Regions from separate parts of the Mus musculus genome. Here all the other regions are linked to region 4. A link is a contact called in public Hi-C, HiChIP or PLAC-seq and promoter capture Hi-C data. All regions are on one chromosome and are shown on one strand. Each heading gives the region's core, a stretch centred on a gene start, on an enhancer-like site or on the middle of the called end of the contact. The rest is flanking DNA. Distances are from core to core; before and after follow the strand shown.

Region 1 (4,678 bases), core at 1,297-3,796, 810 kb before region 4:
TCCTTTGGGAAACATAGTCATCACTTAAGCATCTACTCAATGATATCGTTGCATAATTCTGGACTCTAACCTTCTAATCCCACTTAAGACATTTCTGCAAGTCTCAAAAGTGGGAGGTTGAACGTGATGTTGACAGTGGGATGAGAGACAACACTGGAGCATGTTGATACTAATCCTGACAAACTTGAGTTTATTTACAGGGAGGTACATGGTAGGAGAGAAGCAATACTCTAAAACTGTTCTCTGACCTCTGTGCTCCCTACCCCAGAGTAGCTGCTACCTAATCCTCCAAAATCCTCCAGCAGTTTCCCAGATGTTAGGATTACAGGTGTGTGAACACTGAAGGCTGCTGGGAGGATTTATCTTTTATCAATTTTAATGTTGTCTTCTTTTTTCTCACAGAATTTTGAAAGTTTTACATATCCACATTTGTCTATCGTTTCTGGGTTCTGCATGCTACTTCAAGATTAAGTGTGTGTGTGTATAAAATATATTTACTTCAAAAAGAGAATATGTCAGACACATTAACAATATTCCATGTAAAAATTATGTCTGTTTATTAATTCTTTCACTCCCTTTCAATATTTTCTAAGAAAAGTTTTGTCCTGTCACATGCCAAATATCTGTGGAGTTAATAAATGAATTATAAAAGGTGGACTATGCCACTACTGAGCATACATCTGCATGTTGCTCCAAAGTAGACAAGGTGAAGTTCTTCAGGGAATCTATTCAGTCACATCCATACTGCAGTGTTCATTCTTATCTGGCTTTCTACCTAAGAGAATAATGATCCATTAGCAATACATTGCCATTTCCCATCAGCATCTGGGGTATGCTTTCTTTTCTTTTGATCTGTGAGTAGTAAGCTCCTTCCTTTTCTTTTTTGTCATTTTATCTCGTCTGTGTCTTCTCTAAGACTTCAACTGTATGGGATCTGAGTTCTGTTACAGTAGCTATCTCAGTAGGAATAAACAGGACTCAGATTACCAGAGAGCTACAAGGACATCTACTAGCATAAACACATTTGCTGTGTTTCAGGGACACTTGATCACTAGTTAGATATGGGCATTAGGCTGTCTACCCACTGAAAAGCACAGTGTAAGCACCCACAACCAAACTCTGTCGTGTCCTTGGATGACAGGGCTAGAGTTGATAGCCGTCCTTTAAAAAGGAGCCTCATAACCAAACTAGGGAAAGATTCAACAGAAGTCTTCAGGCATGCATGTCCTAGAATATGCAGCCGCTAAAAGCAAAGATTCGACACTGTATAGTCAATGTGTTCTGAGTAGATAGAGGGACAGCTAAAGAAGAGAATGAAGGTAATAAAGGAATTTATTGTCTGTGGAAAGTTCACCCAAGTTACAGACACTTTGTATTCTTAGAATCTACTTTTGGAAATTCTACACAATCCTATTAGCCACTTCTTCCCAGCAGGCTAGATCCCTGTTGCTTCTATTCTTGTCATTTTATTCACTGTATGTTACTTATCGTTGAGAGATTTCCCCTAACTTCTATTCATTAAGAAATTTCAAAAAGAAAGAAAAAATTTAAAAATGACCATCAGGCATAATATTCTTATTGAAAATTATGATCAGGATCCCATATCTATATGGATATTTATACACAATGTAGGCATGTCTGAATAACATGATTATTTTGTAATGAGAAAATGAATAGTAGGCTACTTTCTATGTTGTTAACAGCAGTACAAGGGACTAGGAGGAAAGAGTAGGTTAGAAGAGTAAAAGGAAGAGAGGTAGTTATTTTATTTTCATGATGCTATAAATATGCGAGCACTGTTGACCACAACTTCATACTTACATACATACAATTATTCTTAATACTTTCAAAAGGACTATGAAAAATAGCATATTTTATATTCATAAGTTGAGAACTTAAGACCCAGATTTCAGAGTTCCATGTGATGGGAGAAGTGGTCTATAAACTCTTTTGTGACAGGACAGGCTGGAACACCAGGCTCAGAGTATAGCTGAGTAGGGACACCCTTCATCCTGAAAGCTGGACTTATGCTAACTCTAAAATTTATGGCATTGGTAAAATCACAAGTGAGAAAACTCAGTGTCTCAACATGAATGCATAAATATACTAGCTGTCCATCACTCAAGGGCAAATTGGTATTCAGAGTGAAGATGAACTTTTAAAATACTGTTTTCTTTAGAACACATGTAATTAAATAGCAACAACAGAGTGTTCCAATAATTTTGGCTTCAAAATTTCTGTAGTATGTTTGTTTCTTTGTTTAATTACTGAGAAAATCATGACACAAGTGATTTATTTGTTTAAAGGCATGCCTTACATGCACAAAGGCTTGTCTTACAGGAGTTCTGAGAAAGCAAAGCAAAGGGAGGGTTTGGGTGGTGGTTTTGTACCTGAAACAAAAAGAAATATTTTAATCGTTTCTAATCAGAAACATATTTTGTTTTGAATTCCAATGTCAAATCCAGTGGTTCACATTAAAGGATCTGCACAGAGGCGGCAAAGATTTCTTTTTTAGTCATTCAAGCTGCCTTTGCTCATGTCACTGTGACCTTACAAAGAACACGGTGTCCGGAAGAACTAAAATGTAGTTCCACATGATCTCATAAAGTACATTAGCTTAGGATTGATTCTATCCCATAGGAAAGATTTGGCATAAAGAAAGAACAAAGAAGATCTGATTGTATTTTTCTTTAATGAAGTGGATTAAGGTCCATAAGAAGGCTTAGGAGTACAACTGCAGCATCAGCCATTCGATTTACAGTATCATCAATTTGTGACCAATACATGGAAGCATGCCAATGATTTTCAATAATGCTCTTAATTTTAGACCTAAAGAAAATACAAAAAATCGGAATGTTGCCAAAGAAATATTATCATTTCCAGGATTAACTTGTTACTAGGTAATACTGGATTCTTTCTAACAAACAGAAATATCATGTTTCATGGAAAGCCTCACATTCTGCAATCAAGAGTTTCTATGAAACACATCATTGTCTTTCTCTTGCACAAAAATAAACATTGGGTTAGAGAAACAGATTGGCCTTGGTTTAGGACATTTGCTGTTAATAAACTAACAAATTACAAGCCTTTTGTCAAGATGTTCATAGGCAAAAACAAAATAGGATATGAGAAGCACCACAAATATATGTGCAGGGATAATACATGTATAGAATATTATAATCAACATTATTTTGATTAATTTATGTATGCTTTATATAAGATGCTCCAGGATTTATGTAGATTTTGTCAACTAGATACAAAGTTATATATAGTTGAGTACAGGAATTCTCACTTCAAGAATTATATCCATCAGGTTACCCAATGGTATGTCTGTGGGACATTTTCTTGATTGCTAATTGAGGTAGGAAAGCCCAGACCACTGGAGGTGGGATTATCCCTAGGCAGGTTTGACTGTTTAATAAAGGAAGCTGTGCAGACCTGAGGAATCAAGACAAAGTTCTTCCTGGTCTCTTCATCAGTTCTGCCTTCAGTTTCCTGCTTTGAATCACTGCCTTGGGAGGAATTTTTGGTGGTGGACTATACCTATGAGGTAAAATAAACCCTTTCATCCATGAGTTGGTGTTGGGCAATGTTTATCAAAGCATTGGTGAAGCAAACTGGGACAATGGCTATGGGTAATAGTGAACGAATGAACAAAATTACATGGATGACCCACATGGCAAACCTACAGAATGAGGCAGAACAGAGACCATCCTATAATTCTGACTTCTACAACTTAAAAACACTGAATTATATCAACTTTCAACTTGTTTTTATAGAAATTGATTAAGGATTTAAATCAATTCACTTTTGGAATACTATATGTCACTTTAAAGTCAGTTTTTATATTCATACAATACTATATGTTGCTTTAGAATCCGTTTTCATACTCATTAAAGAAAAAATGGTTTATTCTATGACAGCAAACATTCTGAACAGTTATAAGAACTTATCAATTAATGTATTTATCTTTGTTCACGTGTGGATGCACATGGATGCATAGGTGCACAATTGCTGAAGATGTGCATGGAAGTCAGTATTGTTCTTTAGGCACCTTTTAGATTTTATTTGAGACAGGGTTTCTCATTGTCCTGAAGCTTCACCTTGTAGTCTAGGAAAACTGACCAGCACGTTCCAGGGATCTATGTGTCTATGCCTACCTTGTAACCCTCAACTCGGCCCAGCTCTTTACATGGGTTCTGAGGGTAGAATTCAATTACGTATGCATACAAGTCAAAAACTTTACTTACTGAGCCATCTCTCCAGACCCATTTCCTTCCCGGTGTATGATGTTAGATAATGCAAAGTAAAGACAGAAAAGGCTTTATTCAAATTGTGGGCAAAGCTTTTGGAGTGCCTGGTGACTAATAAGGAATTTGGACTTAGGGATTTTCTTTTTGAGGTGTGTGTGTGTGTGTGTGTGTGTGTGTGTGTGTGTGTGTATTACGAAATATATCTTAAGAGATTTTAGTGTGCCTTTTAAAGCATCAGCCATGATATAAGCATAAATAACAAATGAGCAGGATGTCTTCACACTGTCACTTTTGTTTATAATTGCATTTTCCATCTGTCCACGGATGTATTGTTTGCTTGCAGTCATAAAAATTAAAGCAAGGTCCAGATTGCTTTTAGAAACACTGATTTTCAAGATGAACAATAATGCTTGTACATATTTGCT
Region 2 (4,749 bases), core at 1,954-4,453, 990 kb before region 4:
TCTTAGGCCATAGAGACAAATTAGCCAACCAGATAATTTAGATATTTACGAACAGCTGTAGATTAATAAGGCAAGCTTATAAATAAATGGCATTTCTCTCTCTTAAGCCAACAATATCAGAAATATTCTCAGAAAAGAGAATGTAAGCGTCTGTGCATGGCAAATGAGATCTTCATTATCACTTGGAGAAAAGAGATAAGAAATAAAGGCATAAGCTAAACTACCATTTATTCCTTTATAGTATACTATGTTGTTTCAATGTTCATTTGGGTGCATGGCTCTGAATGGGAATTTAGGACAAGGAAAACCACTACTATGTAAATATCATTTTGTAACTCAACCAATAGGAACCAAATACCTTAACTTAATTGGTGAAGTTTCGTTATTGTTGCCATGAGGTATTATGGGTGTTAAGCGGGATGATAGGATTTTAGAACAGTTGTTCCACTTTCCGGCTCTTGTGTCTCCCTCTATGATGCTCGACTGAAACAGGATGTTATACAACCAATGACAAGATCTAGGAAACTGTCCAGCACTGATCATCCAAGTGCACACTCATCAATATGGTAAATGTCAGGAGGTTTTAAAACCATAACGAAGCAGAATAACTGCATTTTGTAATGAGAAACATTGTGCGTCTTAGTATTTTTGCCCTACTAAACTATGCACAGTCTTTAATTTCTGGGTGAATGAATATCTGCAAGCACTTGTCTCTCTCAGGTGCATCTCAAGTGCCATTTAGGATTTCTTAATTTAAATTACCAAAGGCCTTTGTATGTAAATGTAGCCATCCTAACTACTTCAAGGATCACAGAATAAGTTGACAGGGCATACTTGCCTCTTAGTCACAGTGACAAAATGACCCTTTCTCTACCGTCTCTCAAATATTGAAAAACTGTTAAAGAGTGTGATATCGAAATTAATCTCTTCCAACACAAAATTAGGAAACTCTCTAGAGCACACTGGTGTGGTTACTTAGCTGGCTCCGTTGTGCATTTAAGGTTATCTAATATGGAAGCAGAGGAATGACCAAACCAGAGCAGGCGGCTCTCCGCCCCAGGCTGACCTCTTACTGAACACCGAGCTTCCCCACAGAAGAGATCCCTGTAAGCCATGCCAGAGATTTGGCCAGTAGCATCTGCCATTCATGTTAGTATGCCTTGAGGTCAGCCCAGCATGCATTCATTACAGAAAAGCCCCAAAAGAGGGACATCAAAACAACCACAAAGATCATTACACAAAGTCAGCTCACGTTGGGGAATTATTTCTCGTGAACTAATTTCCAGCTGAAAAATAAATTGTATTTGCAAAGCCTATTTTCCATAAATAACATTTATTTCCATGAAATTTGTTGAAGATTGTATCTAGCTTTGTGAAATATGGAATAAATTAATGTTAGTAATAAGACTACCGGTGACTAAATTAACCTATAGCTATACATTATAACGATGTTGCATTAGTATAACGCAAGTATGAAAATCCCCAATACTTTCTATGTGCTCTCAATACTTCTGTCTTATTGGTTAAAAAACATGCAAGGCTTGAGTTTTCTGTAAGGCATTCTATTGTATTTAATTAAAGTCAGATTTAAATATGTGAAAGATTACTTTTCAATGCCAGCTGGATGTTGAAATGTTGGAATTATTTGATTTCTATGTTCATGCAGGAATTCTGATTACATTTTATAAACATTGGTGTCACAGGATATTTTAGCATATTATTTAGATTTGTATGGTCATTATGCTTTAAGGACCAGATATTTAGAGGCCACTTTTTAAGTTTAACAGTCTCATAACAAGCATCTCAAGAAATCTGCTACTGAGCAGAAACTACAAACTCATACCTGTCCCCAACACACTTATTATCCATCTCCATCGCTACCAGGAATGAGGCAGATTGATGCAATTTACAACTCCGTCTAAGAAGATTCAAACCCATGGGGTGGCACTTAGGTCAAAGGACTCTGAGGGTGTCTGCTAGCTGCTAGTTCTCTGTACCTGGATGTGTCCTTTATACCCTTATCATCAGAAGTCAAAACTAAGGCAATGGAAAAATTATAAAGTAGCTGAAGAATATTCTTTAGTGTGTGAAAGGCACAGATGTTATGGGAGGATCTGAGGTGAAGTTTTCACAGTGACGATCCCATGCTGTTTATTGTTATCTCTGCTTCTTGCCTGTAGGATGTACAAGGACATGGGTGGAGCCTTTCTGTTCTGTTCTATATCAAACAGGTGCTCTTACTCCCCCATGTGGCAAGAGAGAATGCCAGTGTGAGCTGGCTGACACAAGCTGTCCAGCGTGTCTTGCTTATGGGATGCTAGAAGTTATGAACTGAAACGCTTAAATGCGTCACTCTTCTTTTTTCCAGGGAGCCTGTTTTTTTATCTGTAGAGTATGGGAAGTATTATTTGTTTAATAGTATTGTTGAGAATCAGTGTGATTATAAATATATGATTCATATTATATAAAAATAATATACATTTATATTATATAAGTATATTATATAAATTATATATAATTTCAAATTTAAAATATCAATTATATTATTATAACTGATATAATATTATTGTGTACTAAATATAAATGTATTTTTATATATGAAAAGGATTAGGGATAATATTTATTCTTTCTCTTCTTGCCATACATCATTTTACTCTCTCAAATACTCAAATTTTTCGGATTGCTGGAAAATTTTGAGAGGAGACTTCTGGCCACTGATGTAACAAAGAAGTTGGATGCAGATGGGTGACTTAGTTCACCCCAGTATTCCTATGTAATCCTGTGAGAAATTAAACACTCAGAATTTGCTAGGGTAGTGACTTTTTCTTGTCCTGTATTTATCATGTGTGGTTTGGATAAAATGTAAGTGGAAACTGACTACCAGTGTCATTTCAGCTCCCCTGTCATCTACTGTTATTTATTGTCCTATCTAGATTAAATGACAAATGAATGCAATGGAAATTCTACAGCTATCTAGGATGCTATCAACTTTTGTGGTTAGGAGAAAGAAGATGCTATGGTCAGAATGGTCAGCATATGCTTTAAGATGTATCACTGATTCAAATACATTGTTTTCTTTAAACACCAGCATGCACTCTGTGGAATACACCTTTAACAACAGAAACCAATGGGGCTTCAACAAGCCTGCCCCACACTGCTTGGAGAACTTTAACAAATAAAGTGGATACATGGCTCCCCCTAGCAACCGAAATGTATAGTACAACCAGCTCTTCAAAGGCAGGGTTGCTTTTAAAGTCTTACTTGTAAACACACCTCCTGAGTGAGGAAAATGAGCAACTGTATCCAACGCCCCTTGTGTGCTGCACATTTTTATGGATAGATGAAGGTAACTGCATTGGGCTGTATGACTTCTTCCCTTCATTTAATTATCTCTGTTCAACCTGAGTCTTGAGAGAAAACAAAAAACAAAAAACAAAAAAAGCATTGCCCTTCTTTAATTAAATTAAAGTGCAGGGGTGGGGAGCTTAATTCAATAAATGGAAGAATAACTTCTTGATTTTTTTCCTTCTGTTAATGTCATTGAAATGAGTAGCTTAAGAATGTTTCAAAAAAAAAAAAAAAAGAAAGAAAAAGAAGAAGCTCTCTCTAGCTACTGGGTAAGCTTTCCTTCGACTTAGGTGACCAGTAGAATATGAAGAAATGTTTGTACACAACACTTGCTCACAGTTGTTCTGCACTTTATTCCAGTGCCTCTCTACTTTCCTAATGCTGTAACCCTTTAGTACAGTTCCTCATGTTGTGGTGACCCCAAACCATAAAATTATTCTGCTATTACTTCAATAACTATAGTCTCCCTGCTGTGAGAAATTTTAATGTAAATATCTGATACACAGGATACCTGATTTGCGACCCCCCAAAGAAGTTGAGACCCACCATTGAGAACTTTTGCTTTATTTGAATAATATGGTCCCGTGGTGCATGCTTTTCTGAAGAAACACTAAGGGGCGTTAGTCGTTCCCTTCTATTCTGTGTGACACATAAACGTTACCCCTCGGGTTGAACCACCTTGCTAAACAAAACAGATATCTTAAGCAGCACTCGTGATCCTCCTGCAACTGCCACAGCTCTCAGGATTCTGTATTACCATGTTCATATCATATCTACTTTGTGCTCTTAATATCATATCTAGTAAGAAGTCATAATATGTCTATTAGTGAGGAAGCTGAAGCCAGAGTGTCTCTGTAATTCAAATCTGACACTAGTCACATGGTGCTAAGGTGTAAGCCCAGATTGTCTTATTAAAGCCATGCCGTACACAAAGCTGCCTTCTTCATACTTCGGTTCTCAACTGCTCTCCACATTCTCTTTTGCTCATTGGCTTATTAAACATGCAGATTTTCTTGGGTGTTATATTTGTGTTCATCATTCTTAAATGAAATTTGCATAGGGGAGTATGAATTGCAACAGGACTTCAACTAAACAGTGTCCCAACTTTGACTAGTATCCCCAAGGGTGAAATGAGGTTAGCAATGTGACTCTATCTCTGTCATATCACTCTCAACTTCCACTCTTGTGTTCTCTATTGAAAGAACTCATGAGAGACATAAAGAGCAGAAAGTCTCCCCCCCCCCCAGAGGAAAGGTATAGAAGTATATGATGAACAAAGAGACAATACTCTCCACTTATATTTCAGCTAGTGCATTAATACTCTTCTATTATAGTGATAAAATACCATAACCAAAGCAACTTACAGAAGGAGGGCTTCCTCGGGCTTATGGTCCTAGACAG
Region 3 (4,555 bases), core at 1,775-4,274, 570 kb before region 4:
CTTTATAGGGAAAGACAAGCACATGTATTTTATGCAGCATGAGGAGAAAAAGGTGGAGATCAAACCTTTGCCAATGAACTGTATAATATTTTCTTTGACAGAAGCATAGTGATATATGGCATGTCACAGCTAAGCTGTAAAAATACCAAAAGCTTTCATCAGTCTCAATTACTACAAGTAATAGACCCAGCCTGAAGCTGCTTGGGAATCCAGTATGACCTTTAACCTCCTCCAAAAACCCTACAGAATCTAATGCAAAATTCATAGCCAGACTGTGTTGCTAGAGGGTTGCCTACTGGTCCATTTTTCATTCATTTCTGCTTACTCTAGGGTCGACATGCTCTTATTAAGTCTTTCTCTGGGTCATCTCACACTGCTGAGCAGGTAAAGCAGAAATCCCGTTAGGATACCTATACTTCCAATGGGAAAGGGTGGGGTTTACTTTCGTACCAGTATCGCCTTACTGGGCAAAAGGAGTAGTGTTCTTGACAGGCTCCTTCCTGCTGTTTCCAAAATTGTTTGTGGTGCCCATGAGTGCCTCTCCAGGCAGGTGAAACAGGTAGACCTGCCCATGTGAACTGATGCTATTTGCAGTAGCTTGGCACCAAGCATTGCTGAGGGGGGAAAGGCAGCCTGAATTGAGCTCTTATAAACAAGCTATGAATGGCCAAGGGAAATGGAGGGATAGGTGGGATCCAGAGGAAAGAGTCAGAAGAGTTGGTCTTTCCTGGACTGCAATGCACTGACTCTCCTCAGAAGATAGTGTCTGGTATTGAACTGACACCATCAGTGACGACAACATGAAAACATATTGCTTGTGATGATGGATGGAAGCCAGAAACCTTCATTTTCCCTTTTCTCTGAGAAGTAGCACTTTACCTAACCAGGAGCTGATGCAACAAACCACAAGAGTATTCCCAATATGATTGCCTGCCACCAATAGGAATCACATATGTAAGGATATCACATTGCAGTTTTAGCAAGTGTAAATTACCACTCACAGCCCTTTACTACTTCACGAATGTTATACTACAGGGTCTACCTCCAGCTCTTGTTATGTAATGACGACACATAGCCATCCTTATAGCACCTTTTATGATGTGGTAAGTATATTTTAAAAAAACCAAAAAACAAAAAACAATTGATCTCCACTGGGATTCACTAACTGATGCAGTTTAAACTTTTACTTTTGGTGTTAGTGATGACTGCCTACTACCAAAGATTTAGTACAATAGTGGCATCAATGACAATAAAAGGTTTAAAATTTGAAGGATGACAAAGATAGATGTATATATATATATATATATAAAATCACCGCCAAGATAGGGGCTCAGCATAGACCTAAGAACCTTCCTGTATCCCATGCTGGAACTAAGAAAATGGGTTTGGGGAGAAAAGTCAAGAATCAGACTTTGGTAGGATTTGACGGTGCACTCTTGTAATCCTAGCAGAGATAGGCGGATAGCCTTGAGTTTGAGACCAATCAGGAAACATAGTGAGTTAAGGGGCAGTCAAGGCTTTCTGGTGAGATCTTATATTGAAAACAAGCGCCAAAATAGCTATGTTTTGTTTCTTTCATAATTACTTCTAAATTAAGGGGAGTCTTCCAAACCCTCAATAAATTATGACCACATAGAGGAGTGATGGGGATCCAATAGGAGTCTCTGTGAAAGTGGGACAGTTTTAAGGATGAAGGAGAATATGGTGGCCTTCATGGTTGTTTCGAATCACAGGGTCCATGAGAACCTCTGAAGCACTGGAGTAGAGACGATTAGGCAGGAGCTTGACATGCCTGCCAAGCTCATCTTAGAACAATAGCAATCAAGAAACGCTTGCATCTGCTCATCACTTCTGCTCTAGTTCCCACATCCTTTCTGATGCTGGTCAGAATCAGAGCTCAGTAAGCTAGAGGACACAAGCAGTGTGGACAATCATACCTCCCTCTCCTGGGTGAAACGTTAAACCCGCTTTGAACTTTGCATACTTAATTCTAATTTCTGAACCAAGATTCTACCTGTCCATTCGAGGGCTTTTGTAGGTTTTCTGATGCAAACAGACATCACCCAGTCTAAGATCCAAGTTAAGTAGGGAAGTAAATTTTCCAAAGAAGAAGGCATGGTGGAACAGAAAATGACAATTATGCTCCATGAATTCTGTATGGTCAACATTAAGTTTATATTGGTTTCTTCTCTTTTCCTAAGTTGCATAAAACATTTACTCCAGCTAATCTGCTTTAGTTATAGGCCCCTAGAGAGGCCCAGCTTTTTCCAGGTTTGCTCTTACCCAGAAAGCCTCTTTGTTTTATTCCAGTGCTCTGTGAACTGCACCTACCTGTCTGCTCTTACCCAAACTGCTTCAGCCATGTTTTATTTAGCTCTGTGGTCCACACTGATTTTCTCCTCCTAACCTCTACTTATTTTCTAGTACTGTTTAATTGATTTTAATCACTACAGTCCATTTTTATATAATATTATATACCTGTATAGCTGTGTTCATCAATAATTTGTGAACTACTATGAAGTTGTATATCTCTGAGTTGGTGATAGTTTTATTATTAAATTGAATTTCAATATAGTTCACTAGATTGTTTAAATATGGACATCATAATCTAAAGCAATTAGTGTTCTTTTTTATTAGGAAACAGAATACAAAAGGTGAAAGGATCTTGTTTTTTCTTTTTGCTTGTCTATCATTACAGACAGAATACTTTCAAGCTCATTTCCTAAAGGAATGAAAGACTATTTAAAAAAAAATACGGTGAGAAAATTTTGCTCTGAGAATATCTGGAAATCTATTTCTTGTCTTTTCAAATATGAAAAAGTAAATAAAAATTCATTCCCAGTTGTCTCAGCAGAGTCAGGTCTTACATCTGGGAATATGACCTGTTTATATGTAAATATTCAAGGGTGTGCTTGAAAGAGATCTGTGTTTTATTTGAAATTCATGAAAGGTTGGAGGCTACACAAAGGTGTCTCAAGGGTCTTGTGTATTTAGAGAGGAATGCCAGGAATGTGGGCTTCACAGCTTGTAAAACAGTAACTTCTTTGATTGGATGTTCAGTTGGGCTCAGTCTGGCCTTTTCTGTTTTTAAATTCAAAGGTAAATTTAACTTAGGGAGGAGATAGTTCTTTTGGGGATTTCAAAGGCAATTTGTTTTCTTTCTCTCTTTTTTTCTTCTCCTTTAAGTCATAAGCTGTAAATCTTTTGGAATTTGAATTCTACACTTGTTTACCTCTGTGGTACTGCTTAGGCCGCTGACTCTGAAATGGCTCCTTCTTTATCCCTGAATGCTGAAGACAGAAAAGGCCTTTCAGGAAATTTCATTTGGAAAACTATTGCCAAGGATCCTATTTAAGGCAGATGATGTTTGTTGTCCCGACACATACCACTGACCCATGTTGTCTGAATGTCATAGTGAAAGTAGCTGTTACCAATAAAATAGTCCCTTGTCATTGGATCAAAAGTTTACCCAAAGTAAGTTCCATTTCCAAGTAACACAAAAAACTTCCATGGCTTTATGGTTCTGTCACGCACTAAAGATCCTCTATTAATATTTAATATACTCCTGACAATCCCACTCCTTTAGTACTTTCTGAACACACATTCTGAGCTTGGATTAATTATCTTATGTGTCATGCTCTTAAACATTGGTGGTCACTAAAAAAATTATTGGTGTTTTCTGTAAAATTATATAACTATTATTATACAGTTAAGAATACCTAAGGTTCCCTATTTTATTAATTAGACCACATTTGGAGCTAAACAAAGTGGAGATAACACATATGTAGGGATATTTGTGAGGGACTTTTGCTTAATTTTAAGTAGGAAAATTCATTTCTAATCTGGATCTTTGAGGTAGAAAGACACTCCATTAATCCAGATTCAATCTCGGCCATATCTTTTGCTGTAAGCCCGTATGAAGACATGGAAAAAAAAAGATGCTTTTGATCTTTGCATGCTTGTCCTCGCCTTGCTAATAAGGCCATTCTATCACTGGCATTAGAGCCTACTTCTTTGGGATTCCAGCATATACTGAAGACCAGCTGAGACATCCAGCCTTATTGACTAAGCAACTACTGAATTGTTGGACTTTCTCTTCATAGCTAGCCATTTTGGGGTTAGCTGGACCACATCCTGTAAGTCATCTGTAAGTAAGGTACATTGGACAAAACAAAAAACAATAACAAAAAGCCAAGAGCAATTTAAGATTTAGTGCAATCTACTTCAGAATCCCAAGGTCAAGTTTTACAGAAAACAAACAAACAAACAAACAAACAAAACCAAAAACAAAACAAATTCATTTGGAAGTCATAAAGACCAGGATAGACAAAGCAATTTTGAAATTAATGCTCAGATGTATCAACATACTTGATTGTAAGTTATACTGAAGAGATGTAGCAACAAAAGCAGTATGGCACTGGCTCAAAAACAGATGCATAAATCAATGAAACAGAATAGAGAACACAGATGTACCCACTCATCTACAACCAATGGAATTTTTACAAAGTATAGAAAGTATACACTAGAATGAAGATAATCCTGTCAGTAAATAGTT
Region 4 (4,476 bases), core at 1,262-3,761:
GGAGTGAGTTCTCTTTCGAAACCGGTTATCCAGATCTGCTGCACCCGCGGCTTCATCTCCAGGCAGCGCTGGGCTTGTCCCCAAGTTAGCACCTGGGATGTAGCGATGGCCGTTGCCACCCCTAGACAAAATGTAGTGGCCATTGGGAGCAGCCAAGGTGGAGGCTCCCTTGCCACCCATGCAGATATAATTGCTCAGCTCCTCCTCACCCCTGGCTGGTGGGGTGTGCCCCAGGGAATCTGGGGTGACACTGCGGAAGGAACTTCGGAAATCGCAGGGACTAGAACCATACTCATCAGAAGAGATGAAACCGCCATCGCTAGGCGAACCGGACACGGAAGCACTAGAGCGCCTCGGGAAGAGACAGTCTGAAGTGGAGCCATGGCCACTGGTACTACTAGATGACAGACTCACTGGGCTGGTGGCTGAAGGTGAGCATCTAGAAGAAGGCATGGGGATGGAGCGGCTGTGGTTGAGTGGGGGGTGCAGCCTGGAGCTGCCTCGATGCCGATGGGCGTGGGTCCTGTTGGTGCTAGGGCTCACAGGACTGCCATCCACTGATGCTGGACGGGACATGGTGCCTTCGCCATCGCTGGAGGCACGCACCCGGAAGGAACCTGGTTTCCCACCCACCATACTGGCAGGGGAGGTGGCAGTGATGCTCTCAGTTCGAGATCTCCGAGTCAGTCCCACCTGGCTGGGTGGAGGGTTGTTGAGATGGTGCCTGCGCAGGGGAACGCTGATGGGGTTGGAGCAACTGGATGAAGACTGGCTTTTGCTGCGAGGGCGAAACTCATCGCTCATGGCCCTCATTGCCTCTAGAATGGTCTCATGCATGTTCTGGGCCACCACGGAGTCATCCACTTGCATCCAGAACTCGCCAGGCCCTGTCACAGCGGAACGCCCCACCTCGATGAAGAAGAAGTTCTCTGAGTGGCCACAGCGTCTGATATTCATCAGCTGCAGCACCACAGCGGCTGCCTCGGAGTTCAGCTTCACAAAGCTGATGGTCTTGCTGGTCAGGCAGAGGCGGTAGATGCCAATCAGGTTCTTTGTCTGACCCAGGCCCTTGGGTTTCAGGATAACCTGCCAGACCTCCTTGAACGCGGGTCCTGGACCCGTGTCATAGCTCAAGTCCTCCCCTGCCTCTCCAACGCCAGAGCTGCCGCTGCAGCTACCGCCGCAGCCTCCTCCAGCCCCGTCATGGTGGGCCTTTGCCCGATTATGCAGCTGCAGAAGAGCCTGGTACCAGCTGTCTTGCTCAGCCTCGCTATCCGCGGCAATGGCAAAGTGTTCGTCTCGGGTGTAGAGAGCCACCAGGTGCTTGTTCTTGGAGTCAGCCCGCTTGTTGATGTTGAAACAGCTCTCGAGGGGGATCGAGCGTTTGGGGGCGCTCGACTTGTGCCGCCACTTCTTCTCGTTCTCATAATACTCCAGGCGCGCTGGGCCCCCGGCCTCGCTGGCCGCCCGCAGCACGAAAAAGCGCTTATGCATACTCTTGGGCTTGCGCAGGTAGCCCACCTTGCGCACGTCTGAGAAGCCATCGGTATCCGGAGGGCTCGCCATGCTGCTGCGGAGCAGAGGGAGGTGTTGAAAAACTGGGTGAGGGGTGGCTTCTCAGTGCGGCCCCGCACATGCACTCCGGGCTGGAGGAAGCTCGCAGAAATTCTGACTCCAAAATTCACGCTGTTCCTGGAGCTGGGGAGGGGCAGCCGAAGGACGAGGTAACTGCGCCAAGGAAGATAGCCTGATCCGAGTTTAAGGGCGTTTCATGCCCAGAGGGAAGGGCAGTGGGTCTAGGGTGAGTGCAGCCGCAATCTTCCGAGGACTATGTCTCCCCCAGTCCCTGCAGCAGAGAAGGAGCTATGGTGCATCCCTTGCCGCCCCTGGTCGAGTCCGATGTAGGGAGGCAGCGATGGCCCGAGGAGTCCCCGCTTGGCTCTCTAGGCGCGCGCGCCTTCCCTCCCGAGTTCCCCTCTGGAAGTAGCGATTCCCGAGGCAAATTAAATATCCTTGGGCAGGGGGAGGCGGGCTGCCAAGTCCCAACGTTGCACCGGGTTCTCCCTCCTCCTTCTCCTCCTCCTCCTCTGCCTCCTCCCACCCTTCAACCGTCCCCGTCGCCACCAGCCGCCCAAATACCAGCTCAATCGCAGAGACCGCGGCGCTGCGGCTGTTGCTGCTGCTGCTGCTGCTGCTGCCGCCCGAGGACGCGTCCTCTGCAGCCCGCACTCGAGCCCATCTCGGCGGGCGGGGAAAGTGGCTTTTCCACGCGCAACGCTACTGGGCAGCTGGGGGAGCAGGGGACGGTCCAGAGGGACAGGCTCATCCCTGCCCCTAGCTCCAGTCCGCAAGGGAGGAGGGGAGGGGACGAGGGAGGGAGGCGGGGAGCGGGGGAGGTTTGGGAAGAGATCGGGGAAGACGCCCGGTCCTCCCGAGGCGCAGCCGCTGCAGTTACTTCTCTCCTCCTCCCTCCTTCTCCTCCCTCCTCCTCCTCCCTCCTCCTTCCTCCTCCTCGGAGAGTTGCCGAGAGCCCCAACCAAAACAAGCGGCGGCTGCGGCGGCTGGCACCGCGCGCTGGCCCTCTTCAGACCGCGCCGCCGTCTCACTCCAGAGGAGCAAAACACGTGACGGAGCCTCTGCGCTCAGCAGCCTGGCCGCCGCCGGGAGGCTCCAGCCCGGGTCTCTCTCCCTCTCCCTGCTCGCTCTACATTCCGGGCCGAGCCCGCCCCACGCCCGCCCCTCTCCACCCCCTGGCCGTGCCGCAGAGGCGCCCGCGCTGGCCCTTTGCTGCAGCGCTCGGGCAGCGCCCCTGCGTGGCCGGCAGAGCCCGGGGCGCTGTGTCTCCCACGCCCGTGCCACCCAGAGCGCCCCCGGCCCGTAGGAATCCCCGCGGCGGGAGGGCAGGCTTGTTTGGGTGGCTACCGGAAAGCAGGAGGGGAGTCTGGGAAAACGGGAGGGGGGGATCTGGGGAAGACGCAGGAGTGAGGGAGGGGGCAGTGAGAGGGGGGGTGCACTGCGGCTGCAGAGCCCCGAGAGGGTGGGGGCGCTGGGGCGGAGGGGACGCGGGTGACCTGCTAGCTCTCACCCAACAGGTAAAGGCGACCCCCGGGAGGCAGCTGGATGTCGGTGTCTGGGTGAGAGGCCCTGGTAGGGAGATCTACATTTTTGTAAGATTTTCTAAAGGACTTCTGAGCCAGTCTTCCACCTGGAATCTCCGGACGTACCGTGGTGAAGCACCTGGAAGAAACAGAGAGGGACGCCCAAGGGCAATGACTGTTGGCTAGGTTAGGGTCTCTCGGAATCGCGACCTGGGATCTCACACCTGGCACTATTAGCCGCTGATCACTAAGGAAATAAAATGTAAAAGTCACCATTTCTCTTCCTTCATGCAGGTGAAGAGGGATTCACACTTAAGGGTTAGTTAGTGCAAAAGGTGGGGGGCGGGGGCTGGAGGAAACCTGGCACCCCTTATCACATTCGTAAGTCTATTTGTGATTTTTTTTAAAGATGTAAAGGACCTTCAGAGAGTTCCTAAGTGTACACCCTTACTGTGTATATGTTAGCAGATGTTTGTTTCATAGTTTGCACGAGCATTAGACGACCCTATACACTTTTAACCTTGACCACAAGGATAAGTGGGAGACAAGGATAAGTGGCTAGGCTGCACAGGAAAATGGGTACTTCTTGATGAAAACGGGTCAGCAGCCTCTTTGCAAAGCCTATTTCTTAGTCTCACCACAAGCAGACGCTCCCCAAAGTTTTTTTTTTTCTTTTTCTTTTTAAGATGACCTATAAATCAAGCAGGGTGTCCCTGTCTAGCCCAACCGGCATTAAAGACCTACAAATGTGACGTTGCTCCCAGTGCTTAAAGCCATTCTACTCTAGCCATGGGCGGTTCTAGTTTTCCACCTCTTTTCCTAAGCCAGGAACCCTCTCAGCCTCCCGCTCTCCAGCACTGCAGGTTGTTTGCAGTGAGACGCAGCAGTAAAGGTGCTGGGCATGCTCAATCCACTAGACTGCCTGGCTTGGAGTAGGGGAGGAGCGGATGGGTAAAGGGGGCTGCGCGCCTCAGCATAATGCGGCTAGAGAGGCGGGGTGAGGTTCCTGGGGCAGCCTGCTGATTGGTGGAGTTGCCTGTCTTTCCTGTCTTGCACAGATGCGGTAAAGGGGAGAGAGGGAGAGGGTACAGATGTAGGCACTGGCGCCATTCAGATGCTTGCGGTACTTGAATTGGGGTATTCCGCATCTGTAGGTGTCACCTCCTCTCGAAAGCTCAGGAGCCTCTGTTTTCTCTTTTCACCTCCTTTATCATGCAGTTTCTCCTAAACCTGGTTAATGGATTATGCGGTACACATTGAATTGATAGCCTTCATTTTTCCCCTCTGACAGCTTGGTGATGCGGGCACATGTGCCCACTACAGGAAGGCTATAAATAGCAAGTAATTTGGAAAAGGTACGGAGACTGCAATAGCAAGA
Region 5 (4,801 bases), core at 308-2,807, 920 kb before region 4:
GATCAAGATTGGAACTTAATCAGAGACAGAGTGGAGGTGGTAAATGAAATTCTTCAGCATTTGTGTTTACTATAGGCACTCTCTATGGGGCATGAGAGTCCTGTTCCTGTGGGGAAGACTTCCTGTGGGCAAGAGTGGGGTCAAGACTTGTCCAAACCCTATAAATCTCATTCCAAGGTTGGCTGGAGTAGGATTGCTTCCTTTTCTCCCTGCCCCAGGACTGTATGCTACAGGTGGGGAAGCAGAGACTGAATGGCAACACCCTGCTCAAAATCTATTTTTTCTTAAAAAGTTTTTGAGACAAGGTTTCTCTGTGTAGCTCTGGCTGTTTTGGAACTCACTCTGTAGACCAGGCTGGCCTCAAACTCAGAAATCTACCTGCCTCTGCCTCTGCCCTGCTGCCACCATTGCCCAGCTTTTTTTTTTTTTTTTAATTTGGAATTATAATGTAACTACAATATAATTTTCTTTGCTCTCTTCCAAACCTCTCAAATGCTCCTCCTCATTATCCTTCAAATTCATGACCTCTTTCTTCATTAATTATTATTGTATCCATATGTATATACACACACTTAGTTTCTTAAATGTAACATATACAGTTCATATAAGGTTATTTGCATGTATATTCTCAGGGATGTTGGTCATTGAACAAACGACTGTTGTGCTCTTCCCTGGGGAGGACCACCTTTGCCACTCCCATCTTTTCTGGGGGTCTGGAGTTCTCTATGTAGGCCAGTTTGGCATGTTTGTTGGTGTTATCCTTGTTTGGAAAGTCATGGTTATATAACTTCGGATATTTTTTTAGGTGGTTCAGGCTAGACTCTATTGCTGGGGCCTCCATTAAAATATGAGTTCTTGCCTCCAGCACAGACAACTATAGATGAACTATACAGGTGTTATTTACCACATAGAATGTAGGTTGGTATAACGTCTAATATAAATCCATTCAAACTTTGCTATGCTATGATATATCTATGAAAGTATCAAAGTTCATCTATCATATATGGAACAAACTTATAAGTATAAATTATGCATATATAGACATATATGTGTACATGTGTGGATGTGTGTGCATGTGTGTGTGTGTTTGTGTGTGTGTATCTTGGTTGATCTGTGAATTCTTTCAAGAAAAGCTTACTTGTGATATTCTCACCAATTTAATTTCGATTCCCTCTTAATTTCTCATAAGGGAAACAACCGTTGGACTTCAAAGTCATGGTACACTTGTAAAATAATCTTAATCTTCTGATGAAAAGATAAAATAACCATTAGATCCAAGTTTGGCTCTGAATGCACCTGGAAAGGTGCATGGATTCCTACATACCTTGGCCTAATTATGTCTTTGTAGCAGATAAACTTTATTATTTTGAACACTGAAAGTTTTTCCAGTCAGGTCCTGCAACATTTCTAAGGAAATTATGTTTAAGATGCAATGAAATCTGACTAGTGCCACTAATCTCAGCCAAGTGTGTGTCATGATCTGGCTTATCAGAGGCATAGTCTACTGTGATCCAACTCCTTTAATGTTTTAGTTGAGTTAGTCATGTATGGCACTGAGTCTGCCAATAATGCCTCAGTGTTTAAATTTATTAGATGAGAAACACCTGGGATATGCTGGGTGTAATATAAATCTGTTGATGCAATTCCAGAAATATCTCTGTAATTATGAAAGGGAAGGGCTTCACATTGCTCAATAAAATCACCTTAAAGGTAAAATTTGAAGAGTGATTAATCATGTTCTGTTCAGGTTCAGACAATGTACCTCATCACAGCATGCCAACCCACTCTGTTCTACTTCTTCCAACTTCAGTGTCTACATCTTGCTCTGAGTATTTGATTGTAGACAAACCAAAAGCAGGTGCCAGTGGTCCAAAGAGAATGACTCTGCTCCATATCAGTTTTCCACCTCAGTCTCTTTCTGTATTGCTGTGCCCCTTGATCCAGAATTAGGTCCAATATCAGGTGTTTTCCTTGCCCGAAGCTGCTGTTCCACAGGAGGAAAGGATGTTTGGATCTTAGAAATAAGAAGAAAAATGGGCAATGATCTAATTGTAGTTTTAGATACTGGCTTTGATGGGAGTGGCCTCAATTAATGAGATCTTTACACAGTTAGAATCAACCGGAGACCCTTTGTTTGGTAGAATATAAAGAAAGACAGCCAGGAATGGTTAGATAAGACATTGAGAAAATATTGTGGTTATATTAATAGCAATAAAAATAGTGCATTATTTGTTTCAACAGAACTTAAATGACATATGAGATGTATATATCTATGTATCTGTGCCTGTCTTTGATCTATGTAGCATTTATATATTGTCTATAATCAACCTAGAAATGAGAATTAGAGCTAAAATGACATATACATGTCATTTTAGCTCTATTTCTCATATATATACATATACACATACATATATATATACATACATATATACACATATATACACATATATACATATATATGAGAAATAGAATATATATATATATATATATATATATATATATATATATATATATATGTATATATGTACCACCACACATGGGAAGAGTCAACCATGTGACAAACCTAGTCCCCTGAGACCCATGACCCTCAAGAGAAGTTCGATTTTCACTAGAGTGCTTATCACTATCTTGGGTTAGCATTTGTTGTTGCAATGGGGACTGAGGATTGGAATCCAGTGGGTAGAGTTCAGGAATGTCTCTAGGCATTCTATGATGGGCAGGTCAGTTTCCACTACAAAGAACACCCCGATGCCAATGTTATTGATGTTGAGATTAAGATATGCCCATGTAGACCTGCTCATTTTCAATCCCAGCAGTCTGCAGTTTAAACTTCTAGCATTTAACACAGATTGTTAGAAAGCATTCCTGGTTCACAGTGTCTTGTCTTAAGTCAGCAACTCTGTTACATCCCATCCCTGATTGTCCCCCATCTCAAGGTTGACACCTGCACATACCTCAGATGGAAAAAGGTCATACTATTGTATACCTAAGACTTCAATAAGAAAAAAAAATGAAGTATATATTTAAGACAAAAATAAATCTTATTAGCACTGATAAATAATTATTAAATAATCCTGTGGTTAGATTGATCACAGGCATATAACCTTTTTAAATGCCGAATGATTTTTTGACCCTAATTCTTTTTCTTTGCATTTTCTAGATGGACTTTTAAAAATGACTCATAGATCAGACAGCAGCAACATCTCATGAGCTGGATGTGATTTAGCCTGGATCCTTTACTCTGATTTTTGTACATTTTTTCCTTTTAAATATTTATTTATTTATTTCATTTATATGAGTACACTGTAGCTGTCCTTAGACACAACAGAGGAGGGCATTGGATCCCATTACAGATGGTTGTGAGCCACCATGTAGTTTCTGGAAATTGAACTCAGGACCTCTGGAAGGGCAGTCAGTGCTCTTAACTGCTGAGCCATCTCTCCAGCCCAACATTTTTTTTCTTAATTATCCTATTTCCCCATCTATATGTAATACTATATTCTTTTGTTCTTCAAAACTTTGAAATGTTGAGGTTGATACTGAAAACTATAAAATCTGGGCTTTTTACTTTTTTAAAAATTGAAGCTATTATAAAAATTGGTCGTTTTTAGGGGTCAGTAAAATAGCAAACAGTTCCTACATGCTCATGTGGTCGTCTTCAAATCCATGTACACACACCCTCATACCTGCCCCTTGACATGCAATGTTCCAACTCAGCAGAAATCCCTGCAAGTGACTCACAGAACAGCATAGAAGGACAGCATGAGTCACTCAAATAGAGGCATAAATTTTAATCAGAGAAACTGATAAGACTTCTGTTTAAAAAAAATTAAAACAGCTTACAGCTGGGCCACCCTCATAGATTCATTTAACAAATGTGAGAAGATATTGCTTGTACTTGCAGGCTAGTTTCTGTACTCAGAAACATCAGCTTCTGTCATGTTGCAGGTTTGGAAAAGGATTGAAAATGTTATTTCACAACAAGGAAGGGGAGAGTGAGTCTCATTTTCTGAAACTCACTATTTATTGGAAATAGGAGAATGATAAAATCAAGCTATTTTAGGACTCTACGGTAAGATTTGTAAGTCTCTCTTTCATAAACACAGAGAGAGAGAGAGAGAGAGAGAGAGAGAGACAGAGAGAGAGAGAGAGAGACAGAGAGAGAGACAGAGACAGAGACAGAGACAGAGACAGAGAGAGAGAGAGCAGAATTCCTTATACAAGAGTCCCTTAGCCTCTTAATTCTTCCCTGGATATCACTGAGAGATTAAATGTTGGAAGTAAGGAAGTGGGGTGTATTTCTAAATGTAATTCTGAACTGTTCTTTTCTTTCTAATAAAAGAGGTGCAAGCATCTTGGCGAAATCAATCTTGCTGTCACCTGTGTGACAAGTGTGGGCACATCCCTGTTTAAACAAGAGTATTAAAAACTAAAGAAAACTAAATTTAAAAAAAATGGCAACAGAGAAAATGTAGCGGGGCTTAATTTTATTGGCACATTCACCTATACATTCCACAAAAATATTGGGTAACCCAAAGGGCACAGCAGCCTACTGGGATCCGGCTTGGCTTAGCTCTCGGCTACGCTCTGCATCACTCAGTTTTGCTTGTGGTTCAGGAATCAGAATCCCGGGGTGGATGAGTGGAAGAAAGGAGAGTAATATCCCGATTTTCTCTTTAACAAAAAAATCTCATTGTTATGAATGAACCTTTTCTATAATGGAGAAAGCAAAAAAAAAAAAAATTCACAGATCTTGTATCTTCTATGTGTTGAGTCTGGAAAAACCACTATAGCATGACAG
Region 6 (4,390 bases), core at 1,873-4,372, 670 kb before region 4:
GGTTATGAGATCAAAGTCAAGGTTATGAGATCTTCCTGACAGACTAATCAATGGACAACATCACAACTCCATTTATTGGAAATGAAGATGAAGCCACAGAGAGGCCAGACCCAGTAACCCTAAACATTTACATTCTCTCTACTATATAGGAATGATGATGGTGATGGTGACGGTGATGATGATAAAATCATGAAAAATGAATACCACTCCCATTCCTTCCAGCCATTAATATCAGAAATTTTCTGAAAGGAAAAATAGAATAGAAGTACCTAAAAACAAAGACGTGGGGGCCACACTGCTTGGATTCAAATGATGACTTCCCTAGGCCCTGGCAGCACTGTTTTAAGTACACATCATTCCTTCTTTAACATGGGGTAATCAAATATAGCTCATAGGTTGTTGTGTCCGGCCAGCAGATCACAGGCCTGGGTTCTAGCCTGGAAAGGCATTTTGGAAACCTGGAAGAGAAGAGGGGCTAGGCTGCTCGAGATAAGGACGGATCCAAGACAAGGCTCTGAAAGACCCACAACGTGAGGACTCCCCCACGTTCTGACTCAGGAGAGGCGACACCCCAAAATCACCAACGAGAAACGGTCTTGCTGCAAATTGCAAGAGGATTTTTATTCAAGAGCGCTCTCGGGCCACGGTCATACACCACGCAGGGGTAGAGGAACATGGCGCCCCGAGTAGCTGAGTAAGGGGGTATTTAAAGGAAAAAACCACAACTCAAGGAGGTAGGAAGGGCGTTGTTGGAAAATACCAAAAATACCAGTTAAGAGTCACAAGGAAGTACAAAGTCACAGGTGTCACAAGGAATACCTGGTAATTGTTAACTCTCAAGACAGTTTCTAAGAGCCCCTAACAATCTAAGAGCCCCTAGCAATAGCACCTTTGCATAGTGGGTTCCAGCAATGGTCAGGGTGGGTCAGGGTGACTTTCTTTGAATGAATACTCCTTGAACTCAGGAAGTGGGTGGGTGGAGGAATGTCACTATCCGTTTTATGATTAGCATACCTTGAAGCACTGAGTTTACTACTCTTTCAGCTCTACTCAAGGTTCAATTTTACTATTTTGACACTCCGTTATGAAGGAAGGGGGAGGGGCCCGATTCCCGCCAAATAATCTAGGAGTAAAGTTGCAGGTGAACCCGTGATAACTCTGAACAGGAAAGCGGCAGGCTCCAGCAGTGGGCGTGACACAACAATTGAGCGGCAAGCTCCACCCCTGAGCAAGCAAGTTTCAGGCTGGGGGAGGGGAGACTACAATAGGTGATTACAAAGCCTTCATAGTTTTGAAGTACAAATGACATCACCTCGCGGATACCAGGTGCTCTACAGACCTAATAAAGTATTAGGCTATTTTATTCAGTGCTAATCTTTAATCTCTGTGGATTTCAACCTTGAATCACTTTAAAAATTTTATAAATGTTGGAAAACCATCTTATTTCCATTATTTCATATTATTTAACATATCACCATCTTGACTCCTTCATTTTGCCTTCATTGGAGCATAAGGAAGAAAGTAAAATTTATAGATATGGTATGCTATAATTAATGGGTACACAAACTTTAAGGTTTTTTTTTTTAATTTTTTTTAAATCTAGGTAAACTTTTTACCTAGTTTAAATTTGAAAATTTTGGGATGATTTATGAGTTGCAAAAAAAACAAAATCAAAAACAAAACAAAAAAGATAATTACCGTGGATCTTAATGTCATATAAGGAGACTCTCTTATAAACATCACCTGTCAATACGAAAGCTGATGGCCAATGAGCTAAGACAGGAAATAGGAGGTGGGATACTGGCAGGAAGAGAGGATTCTGGGAAATAGTAAGCGATAAAGAGAGGCTTAAAGAGAGCTTAAGGACTGAGAGATGGGAACGGAATGAGATGGGAGCCGAGATAGAAGACAGACATAAACTGCAGAGGGACTCAGAGAGACATTGAGAAGAGAAGAGGAGAAAGGTAGACTGAAGTGGCAGACATAGAATAGTTAAATGGGTTAAATAAGCTACGATCTAGTCAGGGAATGAGAAAAAGCTTATGTCCTAGGCATTAAATAATAACTAATTAGTCTCAGAGTCATCATTCTGGGAGCAGGACTGGGGAGGAAAAACAGATTTTAAAAATTATTTTAATAATATCATTATAATACTGATTAATTCTCAACATACCTTTTTGGAGGAGACATCTATATTTCAACCATAGCACATTGGGCAAAACATTGCTTCAAATTCCGTATATCTGCAATCCTCTGTGGCAAATATATTGGGTATTTTGAGCAAGTATTTGCTGAACTTGGCAGCGTAGTTGGCTGTAAGCGCTAATGTCCTAAGATAATGTTTAAGTTCTTGCATCTGAGTGCAGGCTACAAAAGAGTAGACATCCTTTAGCACTTTGGCTGCATTGTTTATTAGAATTTTTTATGTACATAGAAGGCAGTTTTCCTAGTGCTCACCAATATCATCATCACAGACACTCAGACACCAAGGGAAAACACTTTCACAGCACACACACACACACACACACACACACACACACACACACACACACTCATAGACATAAAGTCAAATTGCCATATCACTGAAAATAAATAGTTTTCAAGAGAATATTCCTTTAATAGATTTGTATAGGAAAAGAATGCCAAGAGTCAAATCAAAACCTTTATACAGGTTACATCTGAAGACTTAGGTGACTGTGTACCAGTAATAGCAAGGACTGCACAAGATCATGGCTTCACAGTGTAGTACTAAGGACAGGGAATTATTAAACATGATGTCTGAGTTTCATCATCTCTGTCACATAGCCTGTGTGCCCTATGTGAAACTTACTTAGCTTTTCTATGAGACAGTCTGTCCAGTTTTAGAAAGGAAAAGTGATAGTGCCTGCATCTAGATATGGAGGCTGGAGGCTGCATGTCTAAAAAGAGAAGCAGTAATAGTATTTAGGGGTGCCTGCTAATGACCTAAAGTCAATATACAAAACACAGGAGAATGGAATGTGGGGATTAGTGCATAGCATTCACTTATTCTATAATCATTAAAGAAGCAACAATGAGAGTAACTGCTGCCGTTCAGATATACACACGGCAAGGGTATGATTCAGCAAGGGTATGATTCAGCAAGGGACATAGTACAGAGAAGCACAGGAGACTTTGACTCACCTTTATGGATGGTTGAGTGTGTGGCATGTGTGCGGACGTGGCCAAGAGAAAGTGCCATCAGCAAGGTAGACAGAAAACATTGTTCCCCCTAAAAGTCCAAAGCATAGCTCCTGGGGAGATCTGGTTTGCAGTTTAGTAACTGGTGGCTAAAAGTCAGCAGTGTCAAATACCTTTGATCCAGTGTGTCTTAATATAAAAATGCATTTGTTCAGAATAACAAGAAAGTTTTCATTGAAAATGAACCCTTTCAACTAACATAAACCAAAGTGATCTATGCAGTACAGTTTTATTCAGCAATCAATAGGATTGGCATGCCACTTCAATACAAAGCTAAAGTACTCAGTTTCAAAACAGTTAACTGGCTCATATATCTTCATGTTATATATGCACATGTGTGTGAGCATACATACATAAACACACACACACACACACACACACACACACACATTAAAAGCCTCACTTTTACCTATAATGTAGCCATAGATATTTGTTATTCTTTCCTAAAATTCTCATTTCTTCTCACTCTCTACCTATGTATCTATGTATGTATGCATCTATATCTTTACTTACATAGATACATACCTACATACATACACAGTGAAAGAGGGAAGAGAGACAGAGATACAGAGATCTCCCTGCTAATGATCTAGAGTATATATACAAAATGCACTTAGATTGAAATATGTTAAGTCGTGCAGAATATTTATTATTCTACAATCACAAAAGTCAACAATGAGATTATAGATATTTATCTGTATAGATATATAGATGAGATGTAGATAGATTTATATTACCTATAGAGAGAAATAAAGATAGAGACAGAGATAATGGCAATACCTCCTTTCTAACTCCAGAATGTGTGATTTCCAATGAGTTCTCCATGGGAAGGTGTACTATTTTATTCATGACAGAAGATGTTTTTATTTTGACAAGTTCAGTTGTTCCACATAATTCACCCTTGGCTAATTATTCCATCTTTCAATGAATGGAAATTTGATGTTGAAAAGAGAGTTATGAGCTTCTCACATATAATTTTAAAATAATTTGAACCAGCTCAGAAATCAACTTGAATTATCCCTATAGTGTCTTCACATCTACCCTTACATATGTCAGTTTTCAAACACCAGCAATCTTTGCTTCAATGAACATAAATGTGTATATTTACTAGAATTCTGAAAAACATCAAGTTAAGCATTGTGATAACAAGCATTGTATCACATTATATGTT

Evidence for each region. Promoter capture Hi-C pulls out the DNA fragments that hold promoters and counts their contacts. A called contact is a pair of places that touch in the nucleus more often than the background predicts. HiChIP or PLAC-seq counts read pairs in DNA pulled down with a chosen protein or histone mark.
Region 1: a Hi-C map of uterus shows a contact between it and region 4, with 6 times the contacts expected there. The contact joins the enhancer-like site here to the promoter of Irs1 in region 4. A contact is called at or near these places in 14 of 39 promoter capture datasets (the 3T3-L1 cell line, 3T3-L1-derived adipocytes, the C10 cell line and 8 more), 2 of 484 Hi-C or Micro-C datasets (both in uterus) and 12 of 115 datasets of contacts at active chromatin or transcription factors (VIP interneurons, astrocytes, craniofacial prominence and 9 more).
Region 2: a contact with region 4 is called in a promoter capture Hi-C map of second pharyngeal arch cranial neural crest. The contact joins the enhancer-like site here to the promoter of Irs1 in region 4. A contact is called at or near these places in 24 of 39 promoter capture datasets (the 3T3-L1 cell line, 3T3-L1-derived adipocytes, the C10 cell line and 15 more), 8 of 15 datasets of contacts at CTCF or cohesin (the G1E-ER4 cell line, the NIH/3T3 cell line, embryonic stem cells and 5 more), 229 of 484 Hi-C or Micro-C datasets (the 3T3-L1 cell line, 3T3-L1-derived adipocytes, the 4T1 cell line and 128 more), 46 of 115 datasets of contacts at active chromatin or transcription factors (the 230-238 cell line, the NIH/3T3 cell line, PVALB interneurons and 34 more) and 5 of 9 other capture datasets (adipose tissue, embryonic stem cells, embryonic tail and 2 more).
Region 3: an H3K4me3 HiChIP or PLAC-seq map of embryonic limb bud shows a contact between it and region 4, with 7 times the contacts expected there. The contact joins the enhancer-like site here to the promoter of Irs1 in region 4. A contact is called at or near these places in 3 of 39 promoter capture datasets (cranial neural crest, second pharyngeal arch cranial neural crest and stem cell-derived epiblast-like cells), 1 of 15 datasets of contacts at CTCF or cohesin (pro-B cells), 4 of 484 Hi-C or Micro-C datasets (cardiomyocytes and embryonic stem cells), 21 of 115 datasets of contacts at active chromatin or transcription factors (cardiomyocytes, craniofacial prominence, embryonic basal ganglia and 12 more) and 2 of 9 other capture datasets (embryonic stem cells and pancreatic islet).
Region 5: a contact with region 4 is called in a Hi-C map of epidermal suprabasal cells, with 5 times the contacts expected there. The contact joins the enhancer-like site here to the promoter of Irs1 in region 4. A contact is called at or near these places in 8 of 39 promoter capture datasets (the C10 cell line, the SN4741 cell line, cranial neural crest and 5 more), 1 of 484 Hi-C or Micro-C datasets (epidermal suprabasal cells) and 16 of 115 datasets of contacts at active chromatin or transcription factors (SST interneurons, astrocytes, bone marrow-derived macrophages and 12 more).
Region 6: a FOXA1 HiChIP or PLAC-seq map of pancreatic cancer cells shows a contact between it and region 4. The contact joins the enhancer-like site here to the promoter of Irs1 in region 4. A contact is called at or near these places in 22 of 39 promoter capture datasets (the 3T3-L1 cell line, 3T3-L1-derived adipocytes, the HPC-7 cell line and 14 more), 1 of 15 datasets of contacts at CTCF or cohesin (large pre-B cells), 2 of 484 Hi-C or Micro-C datasets (the AtT-20 cell line and pancreatic cancer cells), 17 of 115 datasets of contacts at active chromatin or transcription factors (the NIH/3T3 cell line, craniofacial prominence, embryonic basal ganglia and 11 more) and 1 of 9 other capture datasets (embryonic stem cells).

Annotation. Positions count from the first base shown.
Region 1 is chr1:81,480,510-81,485,187 of GRCm38.p6, forward strand. No RefSeq gene overlaps it. Among named protein-coding and RNA genes, the nearest start is that of Nyap2, 410 kb to the left of the region's middle. Within about 2 kb of position 2,547, at least 1 of the 459 cell types and tissues checked has an H3K27ac peak or open chromatin away from gene starts, as enhancers often do. A contact at or near this core is called in uterus, where this site is marked.
Region 2 is chr1:81,298,693-81,303,441 of GRCm38.p6, forward strand. The region is part of intron 6 of Nyap2 (neuronal tyrosine-phophorylated phosphoinositide 3-kinase adaptor 2); the gene reads left to right. Among named protein-coding and RNA genes, the nearest start is that of Nyap2, 220 kb to the left of the region's middle. Within about 2 kb of position 3,204, at least 19 of the 459 cell types and tissues checked have an H3K27ac peak or open chromatin away from gene starts, as enhancers often do. A contact at or near this core is called in the N1E-115 cell line, embryonic tail, second pharyngeal arch cranial neural crest and 1 more, where this site is marked.
Region 3 is chr1:81,715,432-81,719,986 of GRCm38.p6, forward strand. No RefSeq gene overlaps it. Among named protein-coding and RNA genes, the nearest start is that of Mir6344, 410 kb to the right of the region's middle. Within about 2 kb of position 3,025, at least 28 of the 459 cell types and tissues checked have an H3K27ac peak or open chromatin away from gene starts, as enhancers often do. A contact at or near this core is called in craniofacial prominence, embryonic limb bud, embryonic stem cells and 2 more, where this site is marked.
Region 4 is chr1:82,288,928-82,293,403 of GRCm38.p6, forward strand. Irs1 (insulin receptor substrate 1) reads right to left here and starts at 2,512. Exons shown (of 2, transcript NM_010570.4): 1 at 1-2,512. The coding sequence starts at 1,566.
Region 5 is chr1:81,365,539-81,370,339 of GRCm38.p6, forward strand. It overlaps a transcript of Nyap2 not described here. Among named protein-coding and RNA genes, the nearest start is that of Nyap2, 290 kb to the left of the region's middle. Within about 2 kb of position 1,558, at least 3 of the 459 cell types and tissues checked have an H3K27ac peak or open chromatin away from gene starts, as enhancers often do. A contact at or near this core is called in epidermal suprabasal cells, where this site is marked.
Region 6 is chr1:81,621,194-81,625,583 of GRCm38.p6, forward strand. No RefSeq gene overlaps it. Among named protein-coding and RNA genes, the nearest start is that of Mir6344, 510 kb to the right of the region's middle. Within about 2 kb of position 3,123, at least 14 of the 459 cell types and tissues checked have an H3K27ac peak or open chromatin away from gene starts, as enhancers often do. A contact at or near this core is called in kidney and pancreatic cancer cells, where this site is marked.